Regions from separate parts of the Danio rerio genome. Here region 2 is linked to region 1. A link is a contact called in public Hi-C data. All regions are on one chromosome and are shown on one strand. The core of a region is the stretch at or near the end of the contact, and the rest is flanking DNA. Distances in the headings are between cores, read along the strand shown. Region 1 overlaps usp28 (ubiquitin specific peptidase 28). Region 2 holds the start of LOC137488815 (a long non-coding RNA gene).

The links. A called contact is a pair of places that touch in the nucleus more often than the background predicts.
Region 2: a contact with region 1 is called in a Hi-C map of embryo, with 2.1 times the contacts expected there. The contact joins two enhancer-like sites. A contact is called at or near these places in 6 of 18 Hi-C or Micro-C datasets (caudal fin, embryo, hematopoietic stem cells and 1 more) and 1 of 4 datasets of contacts at active chromatin or transcription factors (caudal fin).

The regions. Positions count from the first base shown.
Region 1 is chr21:24,519,194-24,526,552 of GRCz12tu, reverse strand. usp28 (ubiquitin specific peptidase 28) reads left to right here. Exons shown (of 25, transcript XM_073935314.1): 16 at 737-1,039; 17 at 1,112-1,227; 18 at 6,422-6,655. Among named protein-coding and RNA genes, the nearest start is that of zw10, 17 kb to the right of the region's middle. Within about 2 kb of position 3,747, at least 3 of the 62 cell types and tissues checked have an H3K27ac peak or open chromatin away from gene starts, as enhancers often do.
Region 2 is chr21:24,770,960-24,778,318 of GRCz12tu, reverse strand. LOC137488815 (a long non-coding RNA gene) reads left to right here and starts at 7,040. Exons shown (of 6, transcript XR_012396786.1): 1 at 7,040-7,288. Within about 2 kb of position 2,493, at least 10 of the 62 cell types and tissues checked have an H3K27ac peak or open chromatin away from gene starts, as enhancers often do.

The sequences.
Region 1 (7,359 bases), core at 2,498-4,997:
TGCAAGTCAACTTATACAGGTACTTTGGGAGTCAAAAAAACAAATACAAGTAAAAGAAAATTTTTATCAATGGATCCTGAAGCTACACTGAGGTCTTATTAAATAAAACAATAATCTGTGCAATAATCTAACCATTATTTTTTACCCGTATTACCTTTAATTCTGAGTCTTAAAAGGGTTTAAAAGAACATTTTAATATAACTAACTTTAATTATCGTCTCTGACCAGTGTGTAGGACTAAAATCTAAAATTAAGGTTTACAACGCAAATCCAATTAGATTTACATGGCAAACAAAACAAGTATCTCATATATCTTCTAAAAGACAGAAAATATTACTTTACATACTGTATTGTGAACAAAACATTTGCATATTATTCAGTCATATTGCTAAAATTATCATAGAAACGAAAAAATATATATATTTATACACATTTACATATGTAAATTAAATGACATTTTATTTATAATGAAAATAATCATTTATAATAAAAAATAATTTTGCCTAAAATAGGAATACTTAAAACTTAGGATTAAGGTATTTAGAAATCTCTGTTTACATGGTAGACTCTTAATCAGAGTATTTTACTAATCATATTAAAATCAGTGTATTGGAGTCCTAGTAAACATACAAAATGATGGGCTAAAAAGTCGCTCAGTTTTCGTGTGGGTCTAGCAATATGTAACCAATGTACTGTCAGTGATCATTATTTTTAAATTGTTCCTTATAAATTACAGAGGACACAGACGTAGAAACTGGGCAGGTTCTGAAAGGAATGGACTCTCTTCCATCAGTCCTGAGGCGTTACGTTCGGGAGGACAACCGCTGGTTCCAGCAGGAGCTGAGGGAATGGGAGGAGCAGTTTTGTCAGGCCCAACGGGACGAAACACCAGTGCAAACAAACACATCCACCAGCACCGAGCAACCCGTCCCGGAAGAGCCACAAAACCCAGAGCCAGAACCAACTCAAGAACAAACCAATGAAGACACTGAAGAACCACCATCAGATTCGACACCAGCACCTGTCCAAGAATCGGAAGGTCAGGACATTTCTGCTTTTAAAGGTCAGATGATTTGCCGGTGTATTTTCATTGCCTTTTTTTCTCTTTCAGAGCCCACAGTCAGTCCTCTCAACCCGATATCACCAGAGGCCAGTGAGAATGAGGAGCAGATCAACGGGAGCCAAACTCAGGATCAGCCAGAAGAAGAGAAGCCAGATCAGAGTCAGGTGAGGGTGCTGAAGCGATATTTGAGACAGGCAAAAAATAGGCCAAGTATACAGCAGTGTAGTCTGCATTTACAGTATATATGGGTCACAGCTCTTATCCTAGACATTAGCTGAATTACAAAAACACACAACTCTAATGCATGTGAATATAAAATTCTGTCGTGAAACTCTATGAGATTGGCCACATCTAAACTTCTCCTGCGTCCTTAACTACATGGTGCAGGATATTCATTGCTGTCATCTCAGCAGCCAATGAGCTTGCTTCTCAACATTTTAAATTCCTCAGTGTGGTTTACACTAGCAATGGGCATCATGTTTTTCAGATTATTTTCCATCTGAAATCATCACAACAAGACAAACCGCTAGGTTTGAGGGCCACTCAATGTTTACAAAAGCAATTGTACACTCCAGGTAGACAAATGTATTTCTAAACAAAATGACATTTGCAAAGCTTGTTCAGAAGCAAGTTACTTGCTACAACACTACTACAACAGTTCTTCTTATCTTTAATGCTCTTTATTCTCTCCAATTCGTATCTCCTGCAATAATAGACATGTATCTTTATATAACCCAAAAAGCCTGAGCTAGCACTTACACATTCTCCTTTCGCATGCGCAGCTCATAACTTAACATAACAACATTTACAAAGTGTTTCAACAAGATTATAAACACAGATGAATGCCATGGTCAGTACGCAGTGTCAGTACATGTTCTGCCATAATAATCAAAGCAGCAGCAGCATAGCAGATCTATTCCGCCAAGACCAAACACATCAACATTGTCATATACGTATTTATTACCATACTAAATCTCTCAGAGAATTATCATGACAGAACAGAAATAATAAATTGCAAATTTAAAGTATTGGAAGGTATCGAGGGAGCTTGGGGTAGTGCTTCATACTGTTCAATTTAATTTGATATAATTTATTTCTTACTGATAGTTTTATAAATTTTTATGTAAACATGGCCACAGTATTTAATAAACAAATTATTAATTTTACTTATAACTAGTTTTTTCACTTATTAATGATTAGTAATGTTAATTATTTAAAATACTTTAATCAATAATGTAATATACCTCATAATGTTTTATTAACATTTTTTATTTATTTGTCTTATAATAAACATTGGCGACGCAGTGGCGCAGTAGGTAGTGCTGTCACCTCACAGCAAGAAGGTCGCTGGGTCGCTGGTTCGAACCTCGGCTCAGTTGGCGTTTTTGTGTGCAGTTTGCATGTTCTCCCTGCCTTCGCGTGGGTTTCCTCCGGGTGCTCCGGTTTCCCCCACAGTCCAAAGACATGTGGTACAGGTGAATTGGGTAGGCTAAATTGTCCGTAGTGTATGAGTTGTGTGTGTGTGTGGATGTTTCCCAGAGATGGGTTGCGGCTGGAAGGGCATCCACTGCGTAAAAAACTTGCTAAATAAGTTGGCGGTTCATTCCGCTGTGGCCACCCCGGATTAATAAAGGGACTAAGCCGACAAGAAAATGAATGAATGAATGAATGATAATAAACATTTTCCCCATTAATTAATTTGTGATTCATACTTGTACTTTTTCTTTTTACATATTTTTCAAAAATAAACATATTGTAAACTTTTCAAAATACAGGATGTGTATTAGTGTACAATAGCATGAGTTAGTACACAGTATTTTTTACAAATACATTTAAAAGTACATCATGGCATTATTTGAGAATCACATATGTATTTTAAAAAATATTTTTTTAGATAAAATATTCATTTTCCCCATAAAGTAAAGTGCAATTCATAATTTTAACTTCTTCACATTTTGGTCATTCATTTATCAAAGTGTTATAGTGCATTACAGTAAAATGATGTGTATCATATTAAAAATCATTTTAACTTGCTCACAGCAAGAAGATTGCTGGTTCGATCCTCGGCTGGGTCAGTTGACATTTCTGAGTGGAGTTTGCATGTTTTCCCCGTGGTGTTGTGGGTTTACTTTGGGTGCTTCGGTTTCCCCCACAAGTCCAAAGACATGCGGTGTGGGTGAATTGATTAGGCTAAATTGGCTGTAGTATAGGTGTCTGAGGTGACGCGGTGGCGCAGTAGGTAGTGCTGTTGCCTCACAGCAAGAAGATTGCTGGTTCGAGCCTCGGCTGGGTCAGTACGCATGTTCTCCCTCCGTTTGCGTGGGTTTTCTCCAAGTGCTCCGGTTTCTCCCACAGTCAAAAGACATGCAGTACAGGTTTTTTTGGGGTAGGCTAAATTGTCCTTAGTGCATGAGTGTGAATGAGTGTGTATGGATGTAAGGGCGTGAAACATATGCTGGATAAGTTGGCGGTTCATTCCATTGTCGCAAACCCAGATTAAAAAAGCGACTAAGCCGAAAAGAAAATGAATGAATAGGTGAGTTAATGCAGGAGTGTATGGGTGTTTTCCAGTGTTAGGTTGCTGCTGGAAGGGCATCCGCTGTGTTAAACATATGCTGGATAAGTTGGTGGTTCATTCTGCTGTGGCAACCCCAAATTAATAAAGGAACTAAGCTTAAAATACAATGAATGAATGAATATAATTAAGGAACTTAATAGTTTGTCAGTTTCATGTTTTCATCAATTCAGAATAATATACACATGACTATAATGGTGTTGTGAGATGAAAGAGAAAGTTCTATTTACATTAGTCAATATGGATTTGTTTGTTTGCACCTGCTTAATGTTGAATGTTTTGACTGTTGTGTCGCAAAGCTCTGGTATTTTGTAAAAGGATACCTTTTGAAAGTGAATATGAGGATAAAGTTCATGGGAGTCAGAGTGGCGTTCAGCATTCCTTAGTTTTTCTGGCTCGTGTCTCATGCATGGTTACCGGGGACAGTGTGTCAGAAAAGAGCTTTAAATAGAGCCTGAGCTGTGTGTTTCCTACATGACCATCAAAACCAACTGGATTCCCGTCTTTCCTCAGTCGTTAAATGATCCTGATGCTTCAATCAACAGGCTATTATTTAAGCGCCCTCTGTTCTTGTTGTCTAGTCTTTAATGTCAGTAGCCTTGGCTATTATTGACGTGGAATTTCAGTCAATTCTGTATTTATGGTGGAGGATTTATTCTTCTGCAGTTTCTGTCTTTGACTTGTTGATTTTATAGACGATCCTAATTTATTTCTTTGCTGTCACTGCATGATCTGTTTGCTTGGTATTAATGGTAGTGATAGGACCTCTAGTGGTCGCTATCTCACACTGCATTCTGCTGTGTTTTGAGAAAATAAAGGTGTCTGCCATTATTTTTCTACATTGTGTATTATAGTCATGCTACAAATACCTTAAATTTTAAATCTGTGACAGTGGATGTCTGATAATCTGTTTGTTTTCATCAAGCACCATTGTATTTTATGAATCAGTGATACATTATTGTAGTTTTGTAAAATTTTAAGTTTGATTTTGTTTATATATTTTATAATTAATTTTTTTTATTAATTTAGAGTTTTTGTTGTTATGTTATTATTATTATAGTTTAATTTATTTGCATTCATTTATTTATTTACAGTTATTTAAATATTTTATTGAAAATTCATTTGATTAAAGATTTAGCAATTCTGTTGAATTACAATATTGTACAATACACCTTGTTTTTTTAAAGCGTGTTTTAGGTATGGTGAGTAAATTGAGATCTTAAAATCTTAATGAACAAGAGGGGGTTTACGAACAGAGCAAGTCAGAAAGGTACTGAGGAACAAGATTATTGTCGGCTTTGTGTTGAAAATGGAGAAAAATTTAAAGACTGCAACATTGTCTTTAACTATATATATATATATATATATATTGAAATAATTATAATTATAAACTTTTTTCATTAATATTTTTCACACAATTGTCTGTTGTGCAAACTAGCATGCGATTCATCACTGTAAGACAAATGGATTAGTTGTTTATGTTTTCATATTCTTGAAACTATATGATCTATATGGTTTTCTTATTTTAAACTTAATAAAAGTGTTAATGAATATGAATTGATCTTTTGAAAGCAGTTGCTTTAAGTTGGAATGCCAAATGTTCTCCTCCTATTCCAATTTTACATTGAACGGTGCGTAAAACATATTTTCCCACCAGTTGGTGCATATTCAAATGTGATTTTCTTGAAAAAAAAATTAAAATCCTAAAGAAAATAACCGCAAAACATGTTCATATAGGACACTATTGGCAAGCATATATTATTGTAGGCTTTGTAAACAAATAATACAAATTTAAAATCAATTCTGTATTTTACGGGTGGCCAGTGAAGTGCAGCTAAAATAGGAGTTACCGACTCATACATGCGGGTGCCAGAGAGTAGTCTTGCAGCCGCATTTTGTACCAGCTGCAGACGAGAGAGAGAAGTCTGAGAAATGCCATAATAGAGGGAGTTACAGTAATCCAGACGAGTTGTTACGAAGGCATGAATCACTGTTTGAAAATTTCTCTGGGATAAAAATGGCTTGACTTAGGTGGAAAAGGCAGGATTTTACCACCATACTGATCTGTTTGTGAAATTTTAAGTTAGTATCATTTAGGATTAGTATCATTTAATTGTTGTTTTAAAGTATGTCTAAAAATGTATGTTCTGTTAAAGTTCTAGTTTCGTTCTTAAGTTCTTTAGTTTTAGTTATTTTAGCAGCACTTTACAGATTAAGATTGTATTTGATTACCTAAGTTAACATTAACCAATGCAGACTTTGATTTAGAAAATATGTAATGAGACTAAGCTAACAAACTAACAATTAACAGGCGTATGTTTATGAACTAACATATTATAATACACCAATGTAAAGTGATACTCATTGTTAGTTAATGCCTTAATATAAACTTTATTATTATTATTATATTTACATTACTTAAACATAAATGATAAATGTCGGCATTGCAGCTATGTGTCATATTTGACTGGATTTTAGTTCATGGTTGTTTTAAGCAATTATTTTTTTATGGTGTCAGATAATAAAAAAAAACATATAGGTAAATTTTAAATAATAAAAAACATTACTTTCCTCCTACTTCCTAGCCATCTCCGCTCTCTGGTCAAATGTCTGGTCAGAGTTTCACTTTGTCACTGTTTTAAAAACCAATTAAAAATGAATGAGGGAATGCATCGATAATTAGACTTCCTGGTTTTCTTACAAAAGCGTGTTATGACTGAATATCTCTATAAATCATGATAATAGACTGACATCACTGACAGTCTTCTCTATGTGTTCATCAGTCGGTCTCTGCAGGTGAACTTGAGACAGAAACTGAGGTGGAGGAGCAGGTCACCAGTCCTGAAGGAGGAGCAGAGGCAGAAGTAGATGCACAGACTGATCCGGAAGCCTCATCCACTGAAGAAAGCACAGCTGAAGACACAAACACCCAGCCTGAGAATGAGGTTTCTGAAGTCGAGATTCCCAATGTAGGCAAGATTCTGGTGCGCTCTGATGTTGACGGCTACAACGAGGAGGTAAATGTTCAGCACATGCCTCTCTGTAAGGCCCTGTTTACTCCACTGTGAAACTTATGTTTTGAGCTTGTCCACTTTCAATCGCATTCAGAACTGGTTGGAAACACATTAAACTGAATTGCTCTTGTAGTGTATGAATGCAAATGTGGTCAAAAGACTGCCTTCATTCTGTCTACTGAGCTCATTCATAAACTGAGTGAATTGTCTAAGTGTGCTGGATAAATTTAAAAAATATTACATAAAATGTAAAAAATTTACATTTTCTCGTAATAGTATGTTTTTTTTTTTGTAAAAAGTATTTGGTTAAAAATTAGATATGAAATAGCTGTGGCTGCTCACTGTCATAATGAATCACCAGTAAACTGATGCTTTTCATAAGGTATGGCTTGATGAATGTTTTATTTCATGTTTATAATCTTTAAATAGCTTCTAATACTTCTGTTCTATCCAACTATTCACAATTTAAGCCTGGAAAACCTCGAAAACTCTTGATGATGTTGCATGTGTTGCATGATTTTATTCAAAGACATTTAATTGAACTACATTCATTGTTCTAAAATATTTGCTAAACGTATTTAATAAAAACAACAGCATACCCTCTAAAAAACGCTGGGTTGGTTTTTTAACCCAAATACTGAGTTGAGACTGCTTGGTAATAAAATTGGGTTGATTTAACCCAATTTGAGTTTAAAATCGGTCTTGAT
Region 2 (7,359 bases), core at 1,244-3,743, 250 kb before region 1:
TGTTTTATTTTGGCTAGAATAAAAGATGTGTTTAATTTAAAAAATGCATTTTAAGGTCAAAATTATTAGCCCCTTTAAGCTATTTTTTCCGATGATCTACAGAACCATTGTTATACAATAACTTGCCTAATTATTCTAACCTGCCTATAGTTAACCTAGTTAAGCCTTTAAATGTCACTTTAAGCTGTATAGAAATGTCATAAAATATCTTCAAATATTGTTTACTGTTATCATGGCAAGATAAAATAAATCAGTTATTAGAGATGAGTTTATTTTTTAGAATTCTATTATTTTTAGAAATGTGTCGAAAAAAATCTTGTCTCCATTAAACAGAAATTGAGGAAAAAAATAAACAGGATGTTTAATAATTCAGGGGGGCTAATAATTCTGACTTCAACTGTACGTTGAAGAAAGCTGAAAACCTGTAACCATTGACTTTCATTGGAAAAATAAATACATGGAAGTCAATGGTTACCCGTTTCCAGCATTCTTCAAAAGATCTGTCTGTCTGTGTGTGTGTGTGTGTGTGTGTGTGTGTGTGTGTGTGTGTGTGTGTGTGTGTGTGTGTGTGTGTGTGTGTGTGTGTGCGCGCCTGCGTGCGTGCGTGTGTGTGTGTGTGTTTTTGTGACATATCAGGACACAAATCTGTATAATGACATAGGTATGACACAGGTATTACAAAAAGTAGGTGAAATATGAGGACATAGGTGACATCCTCATTTCTTAAAAAGCTTATAAATCACACAGGATGCGTTTAATCAGAGAGTAAAGCTGCACACAGTCTCCTTTGGACAGTATAAAATGAATGGAAACCTATGTAATGTCCCCACTTTTCACAAAAACAAATGTGTGTGTGTGTGTGTGTGTGTGTGTGTGTGTGTGTGTGTGTGTGTGTGTGTGTGTGTGTGTGTGTGTGTGTGTGTGTGTGTGTGTGTGTGTGTGTGTGTGTGTGTGTGTGTGAGTATGTGTGTGAGTATGTGTGTGTGTGTGTGTGTGTGTGTGTGTGTGTGTGTGTGTGTGTGTGTGTGTGTTCAACAGAAGAAAATGGGTTTGGAGCCAGTGAACTATCCCTTTAAGCCATGGATCATTGTTATTTTGGAATTTCTATCACTTATGGTGGTGTAAGTTATTTAAATTGGCTTTTGTTTGTTTTTTAGAAAATGTTGTGGTTTTGTCTTTTTTTATTTCTCTCTTTTAGTCTCGTATTTAGTTATTTAAACTTTAATTTGTTTGATTAAAGTGATTTGAATAAGTTTTAGTTAGTTGTTGAGCAATACCAACACTGTCACATTGCAGCTGAAAACCTGTAACTATTGACTTCCATAGGAAAAACAAATGCAATGGAAGTCAATGGTTACTTGTTTTCAGCTTTTTTTTAAAAGATCTTTGTGTGTGAATTCAACAGAAGAAAGAAACTCAAATGGGTTTTAACAAGTGAACTATCCTTTTAAGCCATGGATCAGTGTTATCAAAATTTATAATGCTTACTATGGTGGTGTATATCTTAAAAAAATGTGGTTTTGTAATTTTTATTCGTTTTTTCTTTAATAAAGCTTTTATTCTTATATTTAGTTATTTAAGCTTTAATTTGGTTCATCAAAGTGAGTTTAGAGTTTGATTTGATTACTGAGCAATAACAACCCTGTCGTGTACAAATATGAGTTCGATAGGGCCCAATAATTCGATTCAATAAAGGATTTTATAGTTTTTACATTTGTACTTTTTTACTGTGCTGTTAATATCTGACTTGTTGTGATTATATACCCAACCAAACACACATAATGTAAAACATAATATAGGCCTGTATTGCAGTTTGAACTATGCAGCTATAATCGTAGTTCAGTGTTTCTTGGCATGTCATTCATTGCATTAGTTTCCATTTCCTGCAATTACTTAGGAAATTTACGAGCAATTCCTTAGTGAAAATAGTTTCCACAACATTTTTTTCCTCAGCGTTGGTCTTCTCGTTTCTGCGTTCATATGACCATATGTGTTTGGCCTTAAGAAAGAACGTATGAAATATTAATTTTACAATATTCAGACCACCAGAAAATAAGCTCTAATATAGGTTATGAATATTTTAAGTGGTGTTGCAATTCTCTTCTTCGCAGTGAAACACAAATAAAGACGTGCTGCGGATGAGCACCATCACCAGCAGAGGGCGAACAACACCACAACACATGTAGGCTAGTAGTGCTTGACTAGAAGCAATGGAAGATGCATTTTACGTCACTTATTATTTTGGCGTGATAACAGGCTTAATTGTGTTGTCTCTAAATATATAGTCAAATCTGCCAATGTTTTATAATTTAATACGGATAATTTCTGTCAAGATGGTCTGAGATAATGGGGTGATATCTGTTAATTTGGGGTTTTCTGGTTATTTAGTAACGGTATGAAACGTAAATGTGTAATGAGGTACAAACACCACTCTTTATGTAGGTCGTATGGTCTAGTCTAGTCTAGTCTAGTCTAGAATTAAGCAGCTGCATATGCGCTTTATTATCCACCGGGTGGCGCTAAAGCAGCGCTCGAGTGTAAATAATAACGTGTTTCTGGCAGCACATGCTCGCCTAATTAAAACCATATAAAGGCAGTGTTTTGACACATTTTTTTGTGTATGTTTACCATATTCAAGCGACTGGTCTGTTTCAACTCGGAGCCAGCGAAAGGAACTGGATGTAACGGGAGTTTCCTCTGCGGGTAATCCAGAAATCTCATTCAGGTGCTTCTAATTCACAATGGCTTTGATTCGTGGCCTGTTTATGTAACAGACGAATGTTGGAGAAGAAATGTTAGGAGTCAAAATGGTTTGTCAGACTTTAAGCTTTTCAAACTATGTGATGCATTGCACTTTATATGTCATTTACAACAATAACTTTCACTTTTTATCAGCCGATTTTAGCACATGTATCTTTACAGAGCTCTTCTGTGATTTACGTGTTCTTGAAAAACTGGTGATAAACAGAAGAGCTGGAGAAAACAGTGGAAAAACTGTAGATTTGATCAACACTTCAGATGAGTCATTCAAAAAATATGACGACAAACACGTCTCTTAACTTGTCAGTTCTTTTAAATATTCAAGGGTCTTTATATCAAAGGCAGGGCTTTATAGCCTGTGGTTTTCTTTAAGTTTAATTGAATGTTTCATCAGGGTTATTATTGTTAACAAACTATTTATGTTACTTGAAATATTCAACTGCCAAAGCAACATTACTTATTTCATTCAGTTTAAACTGACATACTTCAAAACCTAAAAGTGAAGTTGAAATGAATTAAAAAAAATATTTTTTTTAAAAGTGATATAAATGAAATAATTAGAAAAACATCAAATAATACAAATTGGAAATTTAAAAAAAAAAATGGTTCTACTTGTGTATTGAAAAACATGTTTTTTTTTTTGTTTTTTGCCATTTTAGTCCATGTCTATTTTTGTTCAATAATTTACATTTATTTTTATTTTTAAAATTTACAAAATCATTTATGCAGTAGACGTGTTTATATGTAATTTTTACAACTTTTAGAGCATAAAATAATCTTGAATACTTCTGAGAAAAGGACTATAACACAAAATATTTGATTGTAGTAAAAAGTGAAATAAAAAAAATCTGATATGAAAAGGTTGTAAAATGTAATTATTGCACATAAATACTATATATATATATATATATATATATATATATATATATATATATATATATATATATATATATATATATATATTAGGGGTGTCAAAATTAATTGTTTCTTCGGTGCACCGCGATGCAGAAGCAGACAATTCGGTATCGATTCAGTAATAACCATAACCGGTTATTATGTAGTGACGTCATTTATCTCCTATGCGCTCTGTCGCGAGGGAGGTGAGCGCCGGTATTTACAACACTCAGCCAACTCAGGGCCGGCCCGTGGCATAGGCACCATAGGCAAATGCTTAGGGCGCTGTATATCCAGTGGGGCGCCAGAAATGAGCGCGCTTCAGTTGGTTTTGTTTTCGATTTTCCTGACACACATTCAGTTATTAGCCCCTTTCACACAGTGATACCGGAAAATTTACGGAACGACTTTACCGGTATGTTCAAAAAAGCGCTGTTCACACAGGCGAGGACGTTACGGAAATTTTCCGGAAAAGAGCATTCACACATCCATTCCAAAATACCGGTAAATTCTGACATCATTCACCACAAATGAGCTTTAAACGGCTGCGCTTGTATTTGTAAACATTTGACTAAATTACAAACTCTTTTGATGATCAATATTGTAAACAACTTTCACAGGATCATATTCGCATGTCGAGATGTTCATAATATGTGCGTGTGCTGCCGCTCACAGGCTGTTTCATGGGCACACGCAAAGCTTGAAGGTAAACAAACAACGGCTTATCATAAGCATTTTATCGATGATTATTTGCACAGTTGGCATTAAGGAGAACATATAAACGTTATCTGACTAACTTCTAGCAGCTAAATGCGTCTGGAAAAATATTCAAAGGCTTTTATTCTCACAAACCGCGCGGACGTAAATGCGTCTGACTGTTGTGATTGGCTAAAGCAGAAGTCTTACGTCAGCACGTTCTAGACGTGCACGCGCTTATTCCGGAAATATTCCTTCTGCGTTCACACAGCGCAGCATTCCGGCAAATTGCCGGTAATGTTACAACTTCTCTTTCCGGAAAATAGCCAGAACGAATTTACCGGTATTTTCAAAAAGGACCTGTTCACACATACAACCTTTCCGGAAAATTGCCGGTAATTTTCCGGAAAGGTCTGTATGTGTGAAAGGGGCTATTGACGGCAATAACTCAAAAAACGCTTACCCTAAAAAGATCTAAAGTGTGTTTCCTACAGAAAGACAAAGCTGGTTATGTTTCACAGCTGTCTTTCTTTTTTTCGCTCGACATTACGAGCACTGCTCCGTTTAAGCCCTTGCAGTCTGCGTTTACTTTAGCCGGCAGAGCTCGCGCTGAGAGGAGCTCTCTGTAAGGGACCGTCGGAAAAGTGCTTATTTTTTGCGTTTTTTTTTTTTTTCGTTTTTCTGCTCCGCTCAGTGCGAGTTCTCCCTGTTGCAAGGGCTTAAGTGTGTTTGTTTGTGTGTGTGCGTGTGTGTGTTTTTTTATGTTAGATGCTGTCTATGTTTGTGTATGTGTTTGAATGAGAGACAGTGTGGTGCTGTGTGTCTGTGTGTTTATACAGACAGCTTGTTATAGCCTCCCCCCTAAAATATAACACTATATTTGGAAAGCATCGTCAATGCACCGTGATGCACCGAGATATCGAATTGAACCGAATCGATGGCATGATAATCAAAACCGTACCGTGAGACCAGTATAGGTTCACACCTCTAATATATATATATATATATATATATATATATATATATATATATATATATATATATATATATATATATATATATATATATATATATATATATATATTTATATATATATATATATATATATGAAATATATATTTTCAAAACTCAGGTTAGTATGTTCAAAAATCTGCTTTTAGCAAAGTTTTGTTTTAGCACAGTAATTTCCACTGGAATACATTTGTTTCCAATTTGGAAATTTCTGGCCTCAAACTGATCATTACTGTCCTCTGAAAATTATTCAGGGATTTTTTTCTTACAACCATTGCTTCAAATAAAAAGTAAAAACTTATTGATAGTACCACAAGTCAGCACAGTCAATTAACTGCATTGGATTCCAAATTTGTTTTGTATTCACCTCATTAAAGGCTTAAAGCCAGTTAGCTATGTAAGATATCCTGACAGCTTGACGGCTAAAACAGCATTGCAAATACATGCAACATCTACTGAGACTTCTGATTTTTGCAATGAGAGTGTTTTGTCTCAAAAAATGTCAGCCCAGGCTCAGAAAGCACAAAACAAAAAGTACACGCCTTAGCCTACATTTTTCCGAAACATAAACTACATTTCTCCGGGTACAATTCATTGCAAGTTATAGATGACAAATCCGTTAGAGGGCGCTATCTACATTTTTGTGAATTTAAAATATGTTACTTAAGGTTTGTTTGTTGTGCTTTTCAGATAGTTATCCTTCTTTAAGTCCACCAGAAGGTGGGGCTTGTCATACAGATCAGCTTGGAAACCACTGACCAAAACCCTTTCCTACATTTTTAAATCAAATGTAAAAAGTAAAAGTGCACCATTTCATTGTTTTTGTCCGTTTTGTGGAACTTTGCTCAAGCCTGAGCGCTCTGCATCACACTGTACATAGTGAGCAAACCGTCCGCATCAGATTAGTTGCCCATATGGAGAGTACTGCATAAAAATAATCCTTTATTTGTTGATAATATGCCCCTGTAACTAATATTAGTGTGAAAAGTTTTCATAGAAATGTTCACTGAAGCTTGTATTTTCAATGTGTTGACAAATCTCATCTGGAACTCTCATCAGATGAAATCTTCGTAGACATTGCTAAACGACCTGTTTAATTTGATCACTATTTTGCAAACTGTAAATCAAAGCAAGTTAGATTAGACTAGCATAGGAACATCCCGTTCTGGAAGAACTTGCTTTGCATTGTTTAATGGAACCAAATCAAACAGGCTTATATTACAGCAGCTCAGCTCTAGTCCTGGGTCACCTGTGGGTCAGCAGATCATTGGAAACCTTATCAGTTATGTTTAATAAAATAAAATAAAATAAAAAAAATTATAATATGGGCATTATGGTTGTATTCAACAAATATTAAAAACGATCCTATTATGCTTATGTTTCAATATACTGCCTCAAATTCCTTTCTTTTTTGTGCAGGAATGTACACTACCTGACAAATTCTTGTTGTTGATGCCAATTGTAAGAGCAACAAATAATAACTTGACTTATACAATAGTTGGTTATTTGGAAAAGTGGCAAAAGATAGATTTTTTTCGATGAATCATCTGTTGAACCGCATCCCAATCATCAAAAATACTGCAGAAGAAAAATTGGAACCCACATGGACCCAAGATTGTCATAGAAATCAGTCAAGTTTGGTGAAGGAAAAATCATAGTTTGGGGTACATTCAGTATGCACAGCAAATTCATCAGAGTTAAATTCTCGGTGTTGAAGCATTTCAGAGTAAAGTGTTGACGTTAAAGAGTTAGATTTTGATAAATGAATATAATAAGAGTTAGAATTGATTTTATTCAGTGCGAAATCAAGGAGTTATCTTTTTTACACTTGGTGGAGTTATTTCCAACATCCGGGAATTCATGCAGCCCCAGTCACTGAAGAATTTTCCAGACGCCATTTTCCATCTGAGGTTTAGAACAGCAACTGGTGAGTCAAACTACCTAAATGTTGGTATTTTACTGACTTTCTTTAATGAAATTCAGTTGTAAACATATTGT